Regions from separate parts of the Mus musculus genome. Here regions 2 and 3 are each linked to region 1. The links are chromatin contacts, called in public HiChIP or PLAC-seq and promoter capture Hi-C maps. All regions are on one chromosome and are shown on one strand. The core of a region is the stretch at or near the end of the contact, and the rest is flanking DNA. Distances in the headings are between cores, read along the strand shown. Region 1 holds the start of Hpn (hepsin). Region 2 holds the start of Rbm42 (RNA binding motif protein 42). Region 3 holds the start of Cox6b1 (cytochrome c oxidase, subunit 6B1).

Evidence for each region. HiChIP or PLAC-seq counts read pairs in DNA pulled down with a chosen protein or histone mark. Capture Hi-C pulls out chosen DNA fragments and counts their contacts.
Region 2: a promoter capture Hi-C map of liver shows a contact between it and region 1. The contact joins the promoter of Rbm42 here to the promoter of Hpn in region 1. A contact is called at or near these places in 2 of 39 promoter capture datasets (the 3T3-L1 cell line and neural stem cells) and 2 of 9 other capture datasets (adipose tissue and liver).
Region 3: an H3K27ac HiChIP or PLAC-seq map of microglia shows a contact between it and region 1, with 6 times the contacts expected there. The contact joins the promoter of Cox6b1 here to the promoter of Hpn in region 1. A contact is called at or near these places in 1 of 39 promoter capture datasets (cranial neural crest), 1 of 115 datasets of contacts at active chromatin or transcription factors (microglia) and 2 of 9 other capture datasets (adipose tissue and liver).

The regions. Positions count from the first base shown.
Region 1 is chr7:31,112,418-31,117,237 of GRCm38.p6, reverse strand. It overlaps Hpn (hepsin), which reads left to right and starts at 1,912. Exons shown (of 14, transcript NM_001110252.2): 1 at 1,912-2,102; 2 at 2,494-2,560. The coding sequence starts at 2,548. Scn1b (sodium channel, voltage-gated, type I, beta) reads left to right here. Exons shown (of 6, transcript NM_011322.3): 5 at 1-14; 6 at 102-714. The coding sequence ends at 9.
Region 2 is chr7:30,647,747-30,651,978 of GRCm38.p6, reverse strand. Rbm42 (RNA binding motif protein 42) reads left to right here and starts at 1,751. Exons shown (of 10, transcript NM_133693.2): 1 at 1,751-2,041; 2 at 2,260-2,395; 3 at 4,164-4,232. The coding sequence starts at 1,902.
Region 3 is chr7:30,623,972-30,628,215 of GRCm38.p6, reverse strand. Cox6b1 (cytochrome c oxidase, subunit 6B1) reads left to right here and starts at 2,102. Exons shown (of 4, transcript NM_025628.3): 1 at 2,102-2,165; 2 at 3,603-3,716. The coding sequence starts at 3,611.

The sequences.
Region 1 (4,820 bases), core at 663-3,162:
GCTGAATAGCGCTGGTAAGGTTGATGGACCGACGGGTCTGCGCATCGCCAGCCAGGAGGGCTCAGGGACACACTCTTAAGTCTCCACTTCTTACCCTGCAGGCTCTGGGCTCCGCCTCATGGAAGAGCCAGCCCCTACGGGTACCCTCCCGCCCTGCAGTGGGGATCAGCCCCTGGTGGGTACCCTCCCCCGGCAGTGGGGATCAGCCCTTCGGTCTCCCCAGCCTCACAGTTCTGCAGTGGAGCCACGAGGGTGGGAGCGGGCAGGGACTGATCCCACCTCACCCACCGCCTCCCACCTACCCTCCCACCGCCATGCATGATGGGTGAAGCAATATGGCCGCCCCACCCTGCTTTTGCTGCCTGTTTGGGGGAGGGGGCGGTGAGGCGAGGGGGCAGGCCCCGCCCCTTCTTTTTGCTGATTTGCACATAGGCCACTTCCCACACGCACTGCCAGGCCAGCCGGCCCCACCCCTGCTTGATGGGGTCAAGAGGGGTCGGGACAGGGACAGTAGTGGGCAGGAGGTTCTGGGCCTCATCTCCCCTCCGCTTCCTCCGGCTGGACCTGGGGTTCCCTTCCTGTGACACCTCCTAGCCCTGGCCCACCCGCCCTCTCTCACCAGCCTTCAATTGTGGTCTCTTGGGAAGGGCCTCTTCGGCCTCCTCTCTTTACAGAAGTAGTTTTTGTTCATGAAATAAAGATTCTTGGACTCGAGTCTCTATTCTCTCATTAACACTCTCAGCCTCCCACTACATCCTTCAGCCCTGACCACTGGGCCTCGTGATGAAACATGTTTCTTGGGAATCTTCATTCCCAGCAAGCAGCAACTACTCTGCCACATTTAGGGTGCCACCCGGAGCTGTTGAAGTGGCTTCGAGCTTAGTTAATGCTGGGACTCTGAGAGTCATTATTTCATGGAGTAAGACGCAGGACAGAGGTGGCTTTGGAATCCTCAGGACAGACAACTGTATGTCAGGGTTTTGTAGGTCTTGCTATACTCTGAAAACTGAGAGTAAAAGTTTGGGGGGGGGGGGGTGGAAGGGCAATACACTAAGACAGAGCAAGGATGGATGGAGTCAGAGAGAAAGAGATAGGAGCAGAGACGGAAGTAAGCAGGAGACCAAAGAGGAAGAGAAGAGCCAGGATCATTGGCCAGGCAGAACCAGTGTGACCCCGCCTGAGAGAGGCTTCAGGTCCGTGGCTGGAAGAGGTACAGGGACCAGCAGAGAGGGCAAGCCGGTAGCCTGCTGTGTGCGGACAGCTGTCGTGACTCAGATGCCAGCGGGGCCACACGCGGGTGTAGATGGCCTTCTGGGCTGTTTATCTGGCTCAGGTCTGGGGTCTGACACTAGTGGCCCTTGGCTTCTGGTGGGACCGGATGCACTTGCGTCTAGCTGCTTCCGGCTACTTGGCTGCGGCCTGGGCCTGGGCAACCAGTGCTGCGTTTTCAGGGCCGAGCCCCCATCCCCCTATCAGGACTTTCCGGGCTCCAGAGGTCACTGGGCAGGCAGCACAGCGGCTGCCAAAACAAACCACCCCCGTGACTTGTAGGAAAGTGGCTGGGGGAAGGGCTGGGCCCCGCTAGGGACAGGAAGGGTTAGAGGCCCATAGCTGTATGAACTGGATCAGTGGAGGGCAGGGGACTGGCATGGAAGAAAAATCGAATGAAGGACCACATTGCTACAAGCATGGTGGACCGGGGACAGTCAGAACTTTCCACCTCATTCCTCCAGTTTGGAATCTTAGCCTTAGGGCCTCTGAGCGCCCCCAAGTTTGTCACAGACACACCTGAGTCCCAGTGGACGTGGGAGGCCTGGCTGGTAACTGAGCCTGCCTGGTCCAACCCCTGCGGGCCCCGCCCCATGAGCCAGGTGGCCTCTGTGGCAGCCTGTCCTGGGGTCCGCCCTTCCCCGCCCCGTCCCCGCCTCCCACCCAGCCCCCTCCTCCTCAGGTGAGGCCGCAGGCTCGGCAGGCCCCACGCTGCTGGCTGCTGCTGCCACCCTTGCCTTCCGGGCTGTCCGCTGCTGTGGGGACAGACACCATGCCCCTGCCCAGGCCCGGAGACTAACCCCAAACCTGCACCATCTCCGGCGAACCCCAGGGTAAGGCACAGAATGCGAAGCCCCTCATCCCCCACCAGTCTGATGTTCAGCAGCCCGTGTAAGAGATCCCAGAAACCCCCAGACTACTCCAGCCTGCTTTCACTGCTAACTCAGAAATCTGAGGACTCCCCCAAGTTCTCCTCCCTCAAAACCCTCAAGTCCCCTGGAAGTTCAACCTCGCCCGCCCGGTGTTCTGACCTGCCACTCCAGGTGTCCCCCTGGTGGCTGGTCACACATTGTCATTATTGACCCCCGGCCCAACCTCTGTCTTTGCATGCTCTGGCCCCAGCCCACGGTCGGCTGCTCCCTGGATGGGAGCCTGGGACTGGGGGCGCCAGGATAGAGCCAGGCCAGGCTCCCCCAGGCCATGCCTCCTTGTTCCTGTCCCTAGGTTCCGCCCCAGCCCAACAGGTCAACCTGGGAATCATTAACAAGAGTCCCTGACATGGCGAAGGAGGGTGAGTCCCCCGTCCCTGAACCCCAGCTTCAGCCCTACCTGGCACCCCTCTTCTGTTTCGTCTCCCAGCCTGTACTCAGGTCTTGGTGTCCTGTCAGACTCAAGACCACCCGCTCAAAATCCTCGTCTATCTGATTAACTATTAACTGGCCCTTCTGTGTGGCTGTACCTCCCCGCTACCCCATATGACCTTACTAGTGCCTTGCCTCAGTTTCCCCTTAGGTCTCAGGGATTTCTCAGCTAACCAACAACATGTCATCTTCTGGGGGCTGAGGTGGGGGCTGCTGCTGTTGCCATCTCTGTTAAGGGTGTAGAGCTAGTCAGGTTGTTTCTGCTGTCTTTTACTGTGTGATCCTGGGTAGGTAACTTCACGTCTCTGGGCTTCAGTCCACCTTTCCTTGCAGTCAAGTATGGATGGATACTAATATTCCCTCCATGAGGTGTTTGGGATCATGGAACACACAGGCAACAGCTTGGGCCTTGGGGCATGAAATACGTGTTGTAACCCAGAGGTGTTCTGATTCAGGTCAGTCACTATGGAAGCCCAAGAACCAAGGACCCAAGACCCCTCCAAATCCAGGCATATAGTCCTTCATGTCAGGGACTCTTGGCTTTGTGGGCAAAAGAGCAGAAGGGGGACTTTGGACTTGACCTGGACGGATAGAGGAGAGAGACAGAAAAACCACCCCAGGCGTGACCGAGACAGCAGCTCACACTCCTTCCCTACCTTGTCCGTACATGGGGACCAAATGGCTAATCAGGGGCAGTCCCCACCGCACTCTCTGCCACCACCATCCTTGACTGCCCTCTAAGAGTCAGGCTAGCTGATTTCAGTCCTGGGCACTTTCTAGCTGTGTGGCCTTGGACATGGCATCCTGTCTAATCATCTGTTTTCTTTGTTAAGTGGAGATGGTCACTATGCGGGGTGGGGGATGGGGGGAACTCAGTGGGAAGCAGTGAAGGTATGGGCCCAGGGATAAGCACCGGTGTCTAGGCTCCTAGAATTCAGTGTCTGCTTATAACAACTCAAACTCTAGAGATGAGCTGTGGGCCTCTGTGAACCAGGCTCCCCTCACCTTGTGCTAAGTGGTCATCAGGTGATGGGCAGAGCCTGATCCCTTTGGGACAGTTTTTATTTTCCTGTGGAGTTGATGATTGACAAGAGATATCAGGGCTGGGGTCTATGAGACAGGGAAGGGAAGGAGTATCTGGATGGAGAATGATGAAGAAGACACAGAGCATGGTCCCTGCATCCCTAGGCAGCTCTCTGTGCTGGGTGAGGGCAGCCCTGGGAAAGGTGACGGGCTGGAGATGACAGCTCCATTCTCATCAACTGTGGCATGGATTGAAGGGATTCAAAGGACAGTAAAGTGGGTGGTGTGAGAGCCCAAGAGCCTCTGCAGCAGCTGCTGATGGTGTTTGTGAGACCATGATGGGCATGGAAGTGTGCAACACTCTGGGCTCCCTGTACTGCTGCTGGGGTCCTGGAATTAGAAGGAGTGATCAGGGAGGAAGGAGAGAGGGAAGAGGGAGGAAGGAGGCCATGCCAGGCAGGGGAAGATGGAGCAGGGTGCTCAGGGTAGGTGTTTGATGGAGATGGTGCCTGTGGCTGACCCACCTCAGAAGTGTCCTTGGCAGAGTGGGGTCTCTCCACAAGGTAGTACTAGAGGTTCCTCTAAACCTTGTTCTTTTTCTTTTACTCCTGAAATTATGAGGATCAAAGCCAGGCCCATATACATGCTAGGCAAGAGCCCTACCACTGAGCCATGCCCCCAGCCCCTCACTGGAGGATTCTATGCAGGGGCTCTACCACTGAACTATGCCCAAGCCCCTAACTGTGGGATTCTAGGCAGGGTCTACCACTGAGCCACGCCCCCAGCCTCTCACTGGGGGATTCTAGGCAGGGGCTCTACCACTGAGCCATGCCCCCAGCCCCTCACTGAGGGATTCTAGGCTCTACCACTGAGTCGTGTCCTTAGCCTTCTTTTCTTCTTGTTTTCTTCTTTTGTTTTGATACTTAGTCTCACTAAGAAGCTCAGGCTGGTCTCAAAGTTAACAATCCTTCTGCCTCCGCCTCCTGAAAAGCTGTAATGACAGGCTTCTAATCAGCAACTTGTGAGTTTTGTGGTTTAGGATAATCTGTGGAAGTTGTTTTAGGTGTTTGCTAATGACCAATGTATATCTGAGAATTAGAAGAGACCTATATGGTCTCTAAAAGTCATGCTTATTCTGATGGGGGCTGGAAATGCTGGGCCCGGGCA
Region 2 (4,232 bases), core at 502-3,001, 470 kb after region 1:
GAGTCACATCTCCAGCTCTCCCCTCTGTAGCACTCTAGGCTCTGGTTGACTCCACTCCACTGCCACTGCCATTCTTGATAATCATCTCACAGTAATGGCATCTCCAATACACTGGGGTCTTTGACTGCAACTAGGCTTCATTCATAGGCTCTCTTCATGGTGCTGAGCCAAGTCCTGCTGCAACAAGAGGTACAACCTTGGCTGTCTCTGGAACACAGCTTCTTTGTGCCCTCAGAAAAATACTTCCCAGAAGATTTCACCTCACTGATGCTGGTCTTTTATATATATATGTACATATATATATATGATTTATTTATTTTATGTGTATGAGTGCATAATAGCTGTCTTCAGATCCGGGTGGTGGTGGCGCACGCCTTTAATCCCAGAACTTGGGAGGCAGAGGCCAGCCTGGTCTACAAAGTGAGTTCCAGGACAGCCAGGGCTACACAGAGAAACCCTGTCTCAAAAAACCAAAAGAAAAAAAAAAAAAAAAACTGTCTTCAGACACACCAGAAGAGGGCATTAGATCCCATTACAGATGGTTGGGAGTCACCATGTGGTTGCTGAGAATTGAACCCAGGTCCTCTGGAAGAGCATCTGGTACTCTTAACCGCTGAGCCATCTCTACAGCCCCAGATGCTGGTCTCTTTTGTTTGTTTGTTTGTTTGTTTTTTTCCAAGACAGGGTTTCTCTGTGTAGCCCTGGCTGTCCTGGAACTCACTCTGTAGACCAGGCTGGCCTCGAACTCAGAAATCCACCTGCCTCTGCCTCCCGAGTGCTGGGATTAAAGGCGTGCGCCACCACACCCGGCTCAGCTGGTCTCTTCTTAATCACCGCTAATTTCTTAGCTCCAGCTAACCAGCATCAATTGTCCCAGTAGTCTCTTCTCTTTTTCACTCTAAAGCCAGAGCCACATGCTGGAACATCACCCCACCCCCAACCCCATTCTATTACCAGCTTTCTGTTTTCCACCTCCCTCATTGCCTAAGCTTGGCTGTCCTGGAACTTGCTCTGTAGATTGACCTTAAATCCAGAGATCTGCATGGCTATCTCCTAAATTATGGGATTAAAGACATGTACCTCCACACTTCTCTCTAGATATCTCTAGTATAAAAGCCAATATTTGGGGGGCTGGAGAGATGGCTCAGCAGTTAAGAGCACTGACTGCTCTTCCAGAGGTCCTGAGTTCAATTCCCAGCAACAACATGGTGGCTTACAACCATCTGTAATGGGATCTGACACCCTCTTCTGGTGTGTCTGACAGCTACAGTGTAGTTAGATATAATAATAAATAAATCTTTTTTAAAAGCCAATATTTTGTTCTGTATCCATAATCCCAGCACTTGAAAGCCTATGTCAACCTAGGAAGTTCCATACCTGGGCTCAAAACCAAACCAAACCCCAAAATGAAAAAAAGAAAACCATGGAGGTAGTCAGTAAAATTAAATTTTATTCAAAAAAAGAATAATGAACTGACCCCTGGCAGTGTATCTGTCCACCGAGTGCAAAAGACTCCTACCCTGGCTTTGCAGTGTTTACAAACTTCTGGAAGGACCTCCGAACTTCCGTGCCTCCTCAAAGTTCCGGCTTCCACAGCGGGGTGGGTCAAAGTGACGTTGCTTCGCTCTCATTCGCCCACCTTTCTCTACGAGGGCGGGGCCTATCCGTACAGCCGCGTCTGTCAGATTAGAGGCCCTTCCGGGGCCCTGACTTTCCGACACTCTAATTGGCTTTTGCTCGCTCTGGGGGTGTGGCCAAGTCTCAGCCCCTGTTCTTAAACTACGTCCTCACGCAGCGCATCCGTCGCGGTAGTCCATACGTCATCGGCCGGCTCCCACCCTGAGACGACAGGGACTCGACCGTAGAACCCGCTGCGGCTGCTGGAAGGAGCGGTGAAGGCTATGGCATCAGCGATGGCCGGAGCAGGGCCGGCTCCGGGACTCCCGGTGGCGGGAGGGCCGGTGGTCCCGGGGCCTGGTGTCGGCATCCCGGGCAAGAGCGGCGAGGAACGCTTGAAAGAAATGGAGGCGGAGATGGCCCTGTAAGGCCCTGAGTAGGAGAAATAAAAGCTGTTCCCGGGCAAACCCAATTAACCCTGTAGCCTCCAGGTCTTCAGAAGGTTGAGATGTGGTTCCATAAGGGGCCGTGGGACCCGAGGGATGCGGGGAGGCATTAGCTGGGATGAAGGCGCGGTGGAGAAGTACCCAGCACCTCAGGCTTGGTGAGACCTGACCTATGGTATCTGTCCCGCTCCCCCAGGTTTGAGCAAGAAGTATTGGGAGCTCCGGTGACCGGAATCCCAACTGCTGTGCCTGCGGTGCCCACGGTAGAAGCGATGCAGGTCCCCCCAGCTCCTGTGATCCGCCCAATTATCGCCACCAACACATACCAACAGGTAAGGTGAGAGCTACAGCTTGAGTCGGGAGAACAGAATGGTTTGGTCCCAATAAGGGCTTATCTATGGACAGCGATTGATGTTTTGGCTGGCATGACCACTTAAGTGCCAGGGACTCAGGATGCAAGACAGTATATTTAATCCATTGGAAACTAATATTCTACAGTGCCTGTCCGGTAGAACTTTCTGCAGTGTTAGATTATTCTATATAAACATCTCTTGAGCCAGGCATGGTGGCGCACACCTTTAATCCCAGCACTCGGGAGGCAGAGGCAGGTGGATTTCTGAGTTCGAGGCCAGTCTGGTCTACAGAGTGAGTTCCAGGACAGCCAGGGCTATACAGAGAAACCCTGTCTCGAAAAACAAACAAAAAAAAAAATCTCTTGAAAGTTTTTATTCACAGATTTGGGGTGTAGTTCAGTGGTAGAGCACTTAGCCTGGCAGAGTCCTATTTTCTAAGCCCACTACCACCACAAAAAAACCAAAACAATATTAAAATGTATATCTGTGTTGTCATTCCCAAGACTCATGGATAATATTCCAGGTGCTTAATAGTCAGCTGTAAGAAAGAAGCCGAGGAAAGAAGGAAACAGGGGGGAACTATTTAGAGGAACACCAGCAGAGAAAACGTGTTTATTCTGTTCACAGTTATTAGGTGGGCTGGGATGCAGCTTAGTAATAATCTCATGCCTGGCATGTCAAAGCCGTGGGTTCAATCCCTTGCATTGTGGAGGGAACAAAAAAGATCAAAGGCACTCTTGTGCCTTCTCAGCACTAGGCACTGTTCTAAGCAAGGGGTGTATAGGAGAAAACAAAACAGAAAAGTTCCCGTTGTTTCTTTGACCTTACAAAGTGGTAAGAGTTTTATTAGCAGTCAGGGAAGGCCTTTTTGATCTGGTATTAGTAAAGCAAAGATATAAATGAGATGACTGAACCATGCAGATGTCTGGAGTGATGTTATCCCAGGCAAAAAGTTGTCCATGCAAAGACTGAGACAGCATTGTCTTGTTCATGCAACAGCAGAGAGGTCAGTGGCTAGAGAGGAGCAAACAAAAGGGAAAATGGAGAAGATTAAAACAGTGATGGAAGCTAGATCTAGCAGGGTCTTCTGAGCCACTTTAAGATGAAATGAGGAACTACTAGAGAATTCTAAGGTGGGTGGTAATGGTCCAACTTATAGGTTAAGCATGTAGCTTTGGCTGTCTTGATAATATACTAGAGAGAGCAAGGGTGAGTTCAAGGAGATGGAGAAAGAGGCTAATAATCTAGGTAAGGTAGAGGTAGACAACAGGGAGAACAGGTCGAACATTAGTTAAGATAGTGTGGGGTCTGCAGCCTCACTCTGAACATACCTGCTCTCAGAAATCACAGGGCCCTGGTTAGTCCTTGGATGGGAGATAGTGCTGTAGGGAACTGAGTCAGAAAAGTTGATCCTGGGAGATATTAATAATAAAAGCTTAAGCTATTAAGTGGTGGTGGCACATGCCTTTAATCCCAGCACTTGGAAGTCAGAGGCAGATCTTTGTGAGTCTGAGGTCAGCCTGATCTACAGATGGAGTCACAGGACAGCCAGGGTTACACAGAGAAACCCTGTCTTGAAAAACAAACAAAAACAACAAAAATAGCTTTATTTAGTATGGCGACAGAAGCCCCAGTGAAGAGACCTTGTAGCAGACTCTGACTGGTCACCAGACCCATAAAATAAAGGGTAAAAGTATTAACCTGCCAGGGGAGCCAGCATCTCTGAGCCACAACTCCTCCCCAATAGGTCCAACAGACTCTGGAGGCCAGGGCAGCTGCTGCAGCCACAGTTGTTCCTCCCATGGTGGGAGGCCCT
Region 3 (4,244 bases), core at 853-3,352, 490 kb after region 1:
GTCTCTCGGCTGCCTGGATGTGTGAACAGTGATCTCTGGGGATTGAGAATAGTAACGAGCAGGCAGTGGTGTCTGCTACAGTGATGGATGAGACTGTAGGAGAGACCACTTCATTTTTCACCTTCTAACAACGCTCTTAGGACCTAAGAAGGCAAGGTCTTTGTGTTTTTTTCAGCAGTGCCTTAAAAAAAAAAGATTTATTTATTTATTTTATGTATATGAATACACTGTATCTGTTCAGATGGTTATGAGCCTTCATGTGGTTGCTGGAAACTGAATTTTTTTTTTTTTTTTTTTTGCTCACTCTGTCAATTCTGCTCACTCAGTCCCTGCTTGCTCCGGCCCAAAGATTTATTTATTATTATACATAAGTACACTGTAGCTGACTTCAGATATACCAGAAGAGGGCGTCAGATCTCATTAAGGGTGGTTGTGAGCCACCATGTGGTTGTTGGGATTTGAACTCAGGACCTTAGGAAGAGCAGTCAGTGCTCTTACCCACTGAGCTATCTCGCCAGCCCCCCACCCCTTTTTTAAAACAGGGTTTCTCTGTGTAGCCCTAGCTGTCCTGGAACTCATTCTGTAAACCAGGCTGCCCTCAAACTCAGAGATTCTCCTGCCTCTACTTCCCAAATGCTGGCATTAAAGGCGTGCACCACCACTGTCCAGCTAGCTATCTTATGAACTGAATTATGTCAATCCAGAATACAGGTTTTGTGTGTAAAAATTCACTCTAAAAAGGGCTTGGTGCTACACCAAGATCCCAAACACCTAGTGTAATCACTGGAGACCTAATAAAAACTTTCTATTAACTTAAACCCATGTCAGCACTTTAATCCCAGCACTCGGGGAGGCAGAGGCAGGCAGATAAAAATTCGAGGCCAGCCTGGCCTACAGAGTGAGTTCTAGGACACCCATAGATAGATAGATGAGTTTCCAGGGCTACACAGAGAACCCCTATGTGGATGGCTACTCTCAATTATCAACTTGACTATATATAGAATGAACTATAATCCAGAAACATAGGGAACACCTGTAATCCGGACTTGAGGCAGGAAGACAACATGCCTGTAATCTGGACCTTAAGGCTGGAAGACACAGGCTTTTGATCCAGACCTCTAGGAGGAATGACTCCTACAGGTCTTGAAGCACACTTTTATTCTGGGCCATATCTTCTGCTGGAGGCCTATATAAGGACAATGGAAGAAGGGACAGGTACTTGCTTTGCCAGTACTTCCTTTGGAGCCTACTTCTTCTGGATTCCAGTTTATGCAGAAAAGCAGCAGAAACAGCAACCCTCAAGGATCAGAGCAATTCACCACATTGCTTCCAATTATGATGATAATGGACGAAACTTGAAACTGTAAGCCAGCCCTTAATTGTTTTCCTTTATAAGAGTTGCCATAAACCGGGCGTGGTGGCCCATGCCTTTAATTCCAGCACTAGTTAGGCAGAGGCAGGCGGATTTCTGAGTCTACAAAGTGAGTTCCAGGACAGCCTGGTCTACAAAGTGAGTTCCAGGACAGCCAGGGCTATACAGAGAAACCCTGTCTCGAAAAACAAACAAACAAACAAACAAACAAACAAACAAAGAGTTGCCGTAGACATGATGTCTCTTCACTGCAATAAAACACAAACTAAGATTGTCTATCCCGAAAACCCAAATAAATAAATATAAATAACTTTCGAATCAAGGCACAGGGGTAAACGCTTGTTATCCTAACACCTAGTAATCTGTGATCAAAATTTCGAGGCCAGTCTGAGATATACAGCGAAGTCCTATTTCAAAACACAGATTATCTGTGACACTTTTCCATTCCCACTCTGAAGACAGTCTTATGCTTTTCCCTCTGGGAAGGACAGGCAGGTGATAATAACCCATAATTGAACGTCAGGTGCCTTTTAAGAGCAAAGTAAAATCTCGATTGGCCCAGCAACAATAATAAGCAGAAATTTAGCTCAATAGGAGGTCGGGCTTCTTCGGAAGTGGGCGTGGCCAAAGCGGTTTCTGGGCACGCCTCCCGAGGCCAATCTAGCAGCCCGGAGGACTCAGCTCGGCTCCTCCTCTCGCAGCTTCCGGCCAGTCGGAATTCCGCTTCCCGTCTGACATTGGCGTCTTTGCTAAGGGTCACATTGAAGTAACGCTACTCCGGGACAATCTTTAGGTGAGTGTGAAGGGTCGGGATCCTGGGGGAACCTTGTCCGTTGCAGAGAAGCGCCCCGGGGCTTCCCTGACGCCAAGCAGAAACTTCCGGCGGCCACGGGTCCGGTGTCCTGGAGCTAACCATTATAGCCGCCTTTCTTCATGATGGCTAGGTCGCTTTCTAAGCAGTCCCTATTACTCCATCCTTCAGCCCTACAAGTCCCCTTTGATAGCGTTGGGGCTGGAGTGTGAAGCGCCTTACCCGTGGCTATAAGGCAATTCGGATTTAGACCCAGTAAATTGGACTGTGGAGCTTTTAGTTGCGAGTTCACAGGCGTGGCCACCCGCGTTCCAAGGCCGAAGCCTGTCGCCTTGACTCGTGTCTTTCCCCTCAGCGTCATCTTTGATCAACTCTCAAAACTCGAGATATTGTCCAAAATTACTTCCGACACTGAGTCTTTTAAATCCCCCGTGCCCACCTTGCCTCCTTCAATGAACCTGCCCAAATACCCCACTTGTTTGGACTACTTCAGTTGACACTGGCACCTCTGTGGTGTCAAGGTCCCCCAGATGCTCTAGAGACAGTTTCTCTCAGGTCTGTTGATATTGACTATGTCATCTCTTCAGACATATCAAAGCTGAGAGAAGTCGATAAAACTCAAGGAGCTAAAGTATTTGAATGATTGGGGGGGGGGCGGTTTGCGTGGGGTTCTAATCGAATTCCAGTATTTACTTCCATTAGGAATGGAGGCAGCAACGTCAATAGATTTGGTAGCCTGGGCCATTGTCAGCAGGCAAAATCACAGATACCTGACACATGCCAGTTACAAGAGTCACAAATCTTCAGTCATGGTTACCTCCAGTTGTACTTTACTTGTTAAGTCCTTTGAGCTTTTTTTTTTTTTTTTTTTTGGAGCGGGGTGGGGGGGGACACATCTTAGGCAATCCCACAATGCATTTAGGCATATTCTGAGCAAAGTTTGAGTTCATTGGACCTCAGATGAGTGTGTGACGCCAGAAAACTAGCCGGTGACACCAGAAAATCCTTGCAGTGTTTTTGCTGGTGATGGATGAAGCATTATCACTGGGTGCTGTGTGACCTTGGAAAGTCATTTAGACACCCTGTCCCTTGTGTAGACAACAGAGGTAGCAATATCTTTTAGAGTGGCCATGGGGTAGGTATGTATAGAGTACACATAGTATGTGCTGTGCACACAGTGAGCGTTAACTGGAATTTAAGGATGAAGATTGGTTTTGCCAAGGAGACCTCTGTCCAACCCTACTGTGGCTTCTGTACTCAGATATATGGGTTTTCCCTGCCCTTCATCTTTCTGTGTTTGTGAAGAAGGGGGAGATAATGGTTTATTCACATTCAGCCTGTTATTCTGCTCTGGCCTGACATCCCCACACCCAGCACCTCCAGAATGGTTGCCAACATTCCCACTCTGTTTGCATCCAGGAGTCAGGATGGCTGAAGACATCAAGACTAAAATCAAGAACTACAAAACTGCCCCCTTTGACAGCCGCTTCCCCAACCAGAACCAGACTAAGAACTGTTGGCAGAACTACCTGGGTAAGCAGAGTACCATAGTGGGCCTGCCTGGGTCTCCCATGTACCTCCAACCTCAGAAAGGAAGTTGGGGAGCAGGGACATGTGCGTTCCAGCCTGGTTTCCTTCACTCTGGACGTACCCTCTGGAGGGCCCGACCCCTCAAACTAGCTCTCCAGGTCATAAACTTTGGTCTCAACAATAAATTTTTTGAAGAATATAATTATACATGTATATATGAATTACATATACATCTTATGTGTGTGCCACATACACACACAACATACAAGTAAATACAGTATGTAAACAGTTGATTCAGGGGCTGGTGAGATGGCTCAGCAGGTAAGAGCACTGACTGCTCTTCCGAAGGTCCTGAGTTCAAATCCCAGCAACCACATGGTGGCTTAACAGCCACCCGTAATGATATCTGACGCCCTCTTCTGGTGCATCTGAGGACAGCTACAGTGTACTTGATATATTAATAAATAAATCTTTAAAAAAAAAGTTGATTCAGACATAGTCACAATCCATGGATAAAAATGAATATTGCCA